Regions from separate parts of the Mus musculus genome. Here region 1 is linked to region 2. The links are chromatin contacts, called in public promoter capture Hi-C maps. All regions are on one chromosome and are shown on one strand. Each heading gives the region's core, a stretch centred on a gene start, on an enhancer-like site or on the middle of the called end of the contact. The rest is flanking DNA. Distances are from core to core; before and after follow the strand shown.

What was found. Promoter capture Hi-C pulls out the DNA fragments that hold promoters and counts their contacts.
Region 1: a contact with region 2 is called in a promoter capture Hi-C map of the HPC-7 cell line. The contact joins the promoter of Lrrn4 here to the promoter of Cds2 in region 2. A contact is called at or near these places in 7 of 39 promoter capture datasets (the C10 cell line, the HPC-7 cell line, cranial neural crest and 4 more), 1 of 484 Hi-C or Micro-C datasets (liver) and 7 of 115 datasets of contacts at active chromatin or transcription factors (the SCID.adh cell line, embryonic midbrain, hepatocytes and 4 more).

What each region holds. Positions count from the first base shown.
Region 1 is chr2:132,879,321-132,883,547 of GRCm38.p6, forward strand. Lrrn4 (leucine rich repeat neuronal 4) reads right to left here and starts at 1,542. Exons shown (of 5, transcript NM_177303.4): 1 at 1,474-1,542; 2 at 1-595. The coding sequence starts at 575.
Region 2 is chr2:132,261,293-132,265,156 of GRCm38.p6, forward strand. Cds2 (CDP-diacylglycerol synthase (phosphatidate cytidylyltransferase) 2) reads left to right here and starts at 1,856. Exons shown (of 13, transcript NM_138651.7): 1 at 1,856-2,205. The coding sequence starts at 2,152. Gm46766 (a long non-coding RNA gene) reads left to right here and starts at 2,212. Exons shown (of 2, transcript XR_001783482.2): 1 at 2,212-2,448.

The DNA of each region.
Region 1 (4,227 bases), core at 292-2,791, 620 kb after region 2:
ATGTGGCCCAGCTCGCTGCAGGAGAGGTTGAGAAGCCGCAGCGCTGGGAAGCATGCAAAGGTCCGTGGCAGCAGCGCTCGCAGTGGGTTCCCGGCCAGCGCCAGCGAGCGCAGGCTGCTCCCCGAGGGCCCCGCGCAGGGCGGCAGCTCGGTCAGCAGGTTGTGACTGAGGTCGAGCTCACGCAGCTCGGCCAGCGTGTCACGGCCCCAGTGTAGCACGGAGATGCGGTTGTGGTGCAGCGTGAGTACGCGCAGCTCGGGCAGGCGGCCGAGCACAGGCTCGCTAAGGGCGCGCAGCAGGTTGTGGCTGCCATCGAGGCTGCGCAGCGTGCGCGGCAGGCAGCTAGGCAGGCTCTCCAGGCTGCGGTTCGCCAAGTTCAGAGTGGTGACTCCCGCGGCGGGGAGTCCTACACAGAGAGAGTCGGTAGGGTGGCGGTCGAGGCTGTCCCAGTCTCCCTGCTGAGTGAGTCGGAAGAGGGGGATCCGGTCCTGGGAGATCCTTTCCAGGCTCTGGCTCTGCGCCATCAGCAGTTGTAGCAGGAGCTGCAGCAGCTGCAGCATCAGCGTCCACCGCATGTCAAGTCTCTAGGGAAAGACTACAGAGGGCCCATGGTTTCAGAGGAAGCCCCGAACGAAAGGCACACAAAGTTCCTGTAGTGTGTGTGTGTGTCCGGGGAGGAAGTAACCCCCACCCTCATCCCCACCCTCACCCTCGTCCCCACCCCCACCTCGTTTCTGTCAGTGAGCAGGTGGAGACGAGCGTTTTCCTCATCTCTGGTGCAAGATCCATCACACACCTGCTTGTCCTTGCTTTTCCAGCAGGAGTCTTCCCTGTCTTTTCCATGCCTGGCCTGACTCTTCCAAGACCCCCGCCCTCATGCTTCCGTGTGCTCCTTCTCTGAGTTTTCGAGAGAAGGTTGTTTTCTCTTCCTCTGTAACACCCCCCCCCCCACTTCCCCCACCCCAGGTTAAGCAGCTTCGTTCTAACCGTGAACACATCCAGACTAAACCTCTGCTGAGATTAAAAGTATGGACTCAAGGAAGATTTAGTTGTACCTAGAAACCATCATCTGGCTAACTTTTCATAATACAAGGGTCCTGCCACTTCTGGTGTCTCTTTCTTAAGAGAAGCTCAGGGTTGCCTTCAGAAGAAGATAGGAGCCCTAGACACCCGCAAGATTTGGGATCCTGGTCCCAGATAGGTTCTAACAGAAGCCAGCACTGGGTGTCAGCCCTTTGCAGGAGGGATTGATTGCCCAGCCCTGTTAGCTGTGCAGGGCAGGAAGTCACTGTCTGATAGCCCACATTACTGCAGATTCCCACCCTGGCTCCCTGCTGAACACTGATATGAACAGTGAGCCACCATTAAGGCTCCTAGGGCAAGGCTCCCCTCTTAGTAGGGAGTTAAAGTGATGAGAACGTTGCTGGGAATTGGAGCCAGGTGCTAATGTATCCTGTAGTATGCCATACTTACCAGGCAGCTGTCCCAGTGGGATGTGGCGCGCCCTTTTAGGTCCTCAGTCTTTGGAATACTGTAGGAACCAGTGACCTCCCGGGTCAGCTCTGAATGTCAGAGGGAAGAAGCCAGGTTCCCGGCTGCCCCTCCTCCAGCTCCATCCAGGAGGAGCTTGAGACACTCCTGCCCCGAAGCCCCTCCTTCCCCACCAAGAATTCTGTTGTTTTCTATCCCCCTTCCTCCCTCTCGCCTCAGGCCTCTCTTTCCATAGACCTGGCATTCCCAGCTCCAGCCCCACCCCCACTCCTCCCCGTCCTCTTTCTTTGCTAAACTTCTCCCAAGCTTGAGAAAAGAAGCCAGCAGGAAGAGCAGTACTCAGTAAAGCAGCACGCTCACCTCACAGGAATCTTAGTCTCCCTTCTAGGTGATTCCAGCCATCCCAGGCCCACCAGGACGACTGGGAGCATGCTGGGCTATTGTCCTCAGTTCTTTGTATATAGACCCTGGGACCAGAGCCTCCAGTTTTTCCCCCTGTCAGCGCTTATCTTTGGGCATCTCTGAGAAGTCCCAGGAACCTTTCAAACTGGTCTGATGAGATTACTAGTCCCTGGTGGTTTCATTTGATGTCCTCTTTATGCAGTGTCTCAAAGATAAGTGTTTCGGTCTAGGCTGGCTGAGACCTGGTTAGAAGCATTCCTCGGCCTGAGCCAGGTTAAGGGGAGTCTGCTCAGTGCTCTCTGTAGGGAAGCGGCCAGGAGGTCTGGGTCCTGGCCCTGGTGGTAGAAACCCGACACCACTGGTTGATCAGGGAGGGAGGGATGGGTGAGAGGGAGGTGTAGAAGACCAGGAAAAGATGGAAAAGGGAAGGGGATGGAGACTGGCTCCTGTGGCCCAGCCATGAAATCCTCAATGCTTTGGACAGAGTTGCATACCCAAGAATCAAAGCCTCAGACTTCTCTCAATATTAAATATGCTCTGTTCATCCTGGTCAAGCCATTGCCTCCACTGAAGTCAGCATGGGTAGCTGATTTCAGTTGGAGACACCAGATAAGAAGGACCAGAACCCATTAAAATATAAGTACCCTGTTTAGATAGACCACAAGGAGGAAAAGACGTTGTCTTAGTCAGGGTCACTGCTAGATCCCAGGTTCATAAGCATTCTCTCATCGAATCTTCTCAAGGTACTGCCCACAATCCCATGATAAGGAAACCAAAGTCCCGAGTTGACTGGGCTCTGGAGCAGATGATGGGTGAGCCATCTGGGTATTCTGAACCAAAAGGTGTTCTGTTGCTCTCAGTGGACCCAGTGTATTTCCTCGTAAGATAACCGTTCTTAGCTACTCAGATAAATCCATATCACTTAAGACACTAAAATATTTAGAAAGTCTCCTTTTGTCTATGAGCTGACTTCTTGGGCATAGTAGGATGAGGAAGTGCCACTGTATGGCACTTGGGAGCTTTTCAGGGACACCGAAGAACTCTGTTGCAGTCCTTTCTCTTGTAGCACTGCAGGAGCATAGGAAAAGGTGACATACGTGTTTTACCATAGGAGGATGTTGCATGTAATGATTAAAAATCAATCCGGGGCGGGGGGTGGGGGTGGGGGGGTGGAGAGGTGGCTCAGCAGTTAAGAGCACCGACTGCTCTTCCAAAGGTCCTGAGTTCAAATCCCAGCAACCACACGTTGGCTCACAACCATCTATAATGAGATTGGATGCCCTCTTCTGGTGTGCCTGAAAACAGCTACAGTGTACTTACATATATAATAAATAAATTTTTAAAAAATATTTAAAAACCAACAAACAAACAATCCATGCTAATGCCAGCTATGCTCCAGTACCGCGGTCTCCCCTCCCCCAATGGGAGCTACAAGCTTCCGGCTTCCTTGTTTCCCTGCCTCTGAACTGCTCTATCTTCCCAGCCACTCACCTCCTGTGGCTAGCTGTCACAAATCCCTGTAACCCAGTAAAATAAAAATTCCAGAGGTTTGTAATTTATCAGTCAGATTTATAACTAAATTCTTAACTCATAGAACGCCCACTCAAAGAACTCAAAACTCGGTTGATAATGATATAAGCTGTCCATCTAGATTGGACAAATTGTCCTATATTATTCTATTAACTATCTGTGGCTCTTTCAAGCCACCTGGAACCTGTTTATCCTCTTCCTCTATCCTTCTCTGTCCTTCCTGTCTGTCCCCTGTCTCCCCACCCCCCAAACTCTTAGCCCTGCCTTCCTTTTTCATTGCCCAATCACAGACTCTAGTCTTATCTTTCACCTGCCCTCCTATAGACAGTAATCCACAGGAGGATGCTAAAGTCCTATGACAAAGTCCTGGGACCACGAAGTATGTGTTTTTCAAATATCTATCACATCCTTCCCCTGATGTGGAGCAGGAACTCTTACCCTGCTGGAGTGTCTCTCCTTTGAGCAACTAGTCTCTTACTCAGCCTCCTCTCTACTTGATGTTTTCCTCAGGAAACCTTTAACTAAGGGCTCAAGTGCAGGGAGTTTATTTGGGGGGTGATCTGAGAAAGCTCAGAGAGTCTGATAGTAATGAGCTGGTGCTGCTATGAAAAGAAAGACTTAGTTAAGCCGGGCATGGTGGCGCACGCCTTTGATCCCAGCCCTCGGGAGGCAGAGGCAGGCGGATTTCTGAGTTCGAGGCCAGCCTGGTCTACAAAGTGAGTTCCAGGACAGCCAGGGCTATACAGAGAAACCCTGTCTCAAAAAAACAAAACAAAACAAAACAAAACAAAACAAAAAATGACT
Region 2 (3,864 bases), core at 606-3,105:
ACAGCCAGCTCTCCTAGTCACTGAGCCATCTCTCCAGTCCTGTATTATTTTTAAAGATAATATTTTATTTTATTTTTTGTATGCATGTGACTGTATGAGTTACGTGTACACGTGTACCATGTAATTGCAGACGATCCTAGAGGCCAGAGGAGGGACTTGAGTCCCTTGGAACCAGAATTATGGGCAGTTCGTCCTGTATGGGTGCTGAGAACCAAACCTCCTTCCTCTGCAAGAGCAATAAGTGCGCCTAACCATTGAACCATTTCTCTAGCCATGTATTCTGGTCTCAAACTTGCTCCAAGGAACTTGACGCCCTTAATTATCAGAAAATAGTCACATGATATTATCACCACCCTTCACCTCTATCCTTTTTCTTTTCCTTTCCTACATAGTGATAGGGTGTTGAAAGGGTGGAAGAAGAGGGTGGAGAAGGGTAGAAGAAAGAAAAAAGCCCACAAAGTAGCCAAAGTCTGGCTTCAAAAGGTATTTATTTCTAACAGAACAAAGCAAAAACCCAAACCCAACAAAACCAGCAAACACCAGTAGAGGAACAAGAGCACCCAAGCATTTGTGCAAAGCTGTTAAATAGCAAATAAAATGCAAAGACCAGAGGGCTGAAGTTTGTCTAAGTATTTTGCTGTTAATTTGAAACATCATAACAAGAATTTGAGAATGTAAGTCTTTTTCAGAACTCTTCCTATTTTCTGAAAACTCACAGCTCTGGTCAAAATCTCTAAAAGGAACCTGACCCTTGGTGTGGAAGACTTCTTTGAGATTGCAATCTGGCTAAGGACTGGGAGCCCTGTTTTGCATGAGAACAATGCTGGAACAGCACCCATAATACTGAATTCAGGCAGCATATGTGAACATTGGTTACAGCGTGGTAACAAACGTCTGAGTTCTAATTCTTACTCGTACCCTTGTAGCTGCTGGCTAAATGCTTAAACTAGGTCAGGAATAGAGGGAGGGGCTCCATAGGAAACATTCCTTTCAGCCCAAAGGTTTTCAAAGAATTAGATGTGGGTGTTAACTTACTCACAGAAGTTGTGGTTAACAAGAGCCAAACCTGAGGGTTTTTTTTTTTTTTTGAACGATTTATTTTTATACATGAGTACACTGTAGCTGACTTCTGATACACCAGAAGAGGGCGTAAGATCTCATTACGGGTGGTTGTGAGTCACCATGTGGTTGCTGGGATTTGAACTCAGGACCTTTGGAAGAGCAGTCAGTGTTCTTACCCACTGAACCATCTCGCTAGCCCATAGGTCCTGAGTTCTACCTTCAGCACAAAACAAGACAAAAACTTAAGACAAGCAATATCTTGGATGATGTTACTTGCAGATATCATATCCATTTCTAAGTGTTTTTTGTTGTGGTTGTTTGTTTTTTGATACAGGGTCTCAGTAGCAGTGGAACAGGTTACATAGATCAGATCCACTTGCCTTTGTCTCTGGAGTGCTGTGAACAAAAAAGGTGTGTGATTGGGACGAGACTATTTCTGAGTTCGGTGCTTAGACAGAATCAGTGCTCACTAAGTTACCAGCGACCATGGCTTGGCAAGGCAAAGTGAGCTGAAACAGGTTTCACCTCCTGCTATGATGTTCAGAGGTCCACCTGGTCTCTTCGTTTGGACTCCCAAGCTGAGAGCAGCAAGTCTAGGCCGCTACGAGGCGCTGTTGTCCCCCGGTAACAGGTTACCTTCTGGACCCAGCACTCGCGCGCGGGGACTTGCGGTAGGACGCAAGGACCCCATTGGTTCACTCTGCTCTTTTTCTCCCGCCCCCTCTAGGTTTTGTCCAATGAGTGTCTCGAACTCCGCTCACGCCCCCACCCCCGCCAGGCTGCCCCGCCTCCTGGCGTCTGGGGTTCCAGGCGGAGATGGCGGCAGTGCGCGTGCGCGCTGGCTCGCAGCTTCCCGGGAGGAGGAGCGAGCGGCCGCTGGGGAAACAGCGGCTCCGCTCTCCGGGCAAGGGCGGCGGCAGCGGTGCTGGGCGGGGCCGGGCTCGGGGCTAGTGGCGCTGCTGCAGGGGCTGTGCGAGGCACGGTGGGGCTGCGAGGTGCTCGGGCCCGCCGAGAGCCCGTGCTCACTGAGCCGACCCCCGCGGCCACCGTGCTGCTCACTCGGGGTGACGTCGCGCCGGGGTCCCCAGCATGACCGAACTACGGCAGAGGGTTGTCCGCGAGGACGCACCTCCGGAGGACAAGGTAGAGGCATCGTTAAGTGCGGAGGGGCGCGCCGGCAGCCTCGCCCTCTGACCTTTATCGCGGCCCTGGGTACCAGGCCTGGGTTGCGCAGAGGGTCGGCGGGTGTCTTTTGCTTGTGGGGACAGCGGTCTGCGGGCGCGGGGAGTAGCGCGTGAGCTCTGGAGGGTCTTCGCCTTCCCTAGGCCTTCCCGATGTGGACGCTGGACACCCCACAGACCTTGCTTGGGGCCCGGAGAGCGCGATGTAGGCTCACCGCTTGCTTTACAAGTATTGCTGTTGATTGGGGAATGGGGGAGGACTCAGGCCATAGCATTTGTCTCCTGGGAGATTAAAACCTTCTTTTGAACTTGATTAAAACATTAAATCTGTTGGTTCTATCAGAGAGGAGTCTTGATCCACTCCGTGAGAGGGCGGGTTAGTGAGCAGGTGTGTGCTCCCAATGGTGGGTTTGTTTACTGCGCCAAGTGTGGGCATTGATGGGGTAAAGGAGGAAGGTAAGGAGGAGGCCATTTTGGCAGGGACACAGCCAATGTGGGGGCGCTCCTTTGGTTGAAAGTGCGAGGTTTGTGTGAAGTTGAGAAAGGTGGAGGGTGGTTGTTTTACTGTGGACATTGAATGACGGACCGTATTTGTGGTTCGGATCAGTGAGTGATGAGTAGAACCGGCTGAGGTAGCCTGGACCAGAATGATGGAGACTGGTTAAGTCAGAGATTGTCAGCTTGTGACCTGCAGAAGCTCTCGTACGTAGGCCTGCGTGCTGATACGGAAATAAGGGTTCCGTTGAAGGTCTGTTTCTAGCCTGTCTTCAATAAAGGAGGAGGATATGCCGCGTTTCCCCTGATTAATAGTTGACAGAGTTTAGTATCTTTGTTTGCTTGTTCGAGACTGGGTTTCTCTTTGTAGCCCTGGCTGTCCTGGAACTTGATCTGTAGATCAGGCTGGCCTCCATCCCAGAGATCCTTCTGAGTGCTGGGACTAAAGGCACCCCACCCCCCAATGCTGTTTAAGGAAACAGCATCAAGCCTAAGCACCCACGTTTGACATCAGAACTTTTGTTTTAGATAGAATCTCTCTAGGAAGCCCTGCTAGCTAGTTTGGACCTCCTCCACCTCTGCCTATCCTGTGCTGTATAAAGGCACTAGCCCCCTAGCCAGCTTGTACCTTTTTACTGTGTTTGAATTGGTTAGAACATCAGGAAGGAAACAAGCGTAAGCCTTAGGGTCAGTATGCCAACAGTAATTTTACTAGGAAGAATAGTTCAGATGAAAGATAAAGGGTTTAAACAACTCTGTTACAGTTGTAGACAGTGGGTCATCAGAGGAGAACTCTCTTCCTTTGGAGAAGGTCTAGGGCTGAGGTCCAGATTTGAGGAGTACCTTGCAAAGACAATACTTAGAAATCGCTAATCTTCCCCGAGGATAGTGGATTGGCCCTGAAGAAAACTGTGTTCTGAATATTCTTTGGTGGGTTTGAATGCCACCTTGTCTAATTAAGGGTGACTTGAAGGTGTGAGAAGGGGGAGAAGAAAGAAAGAAGGTCTAGCTGGGTCATGCCTGTGGTCCCAGCAGAGGCAGTGGCAGGTGGATCTCTGAATCCTCTAAACCCAGCCTGGTCTACAGAGCAAGTTCCGGGACAGCCAGGGCTACGTAGAGAAACCCA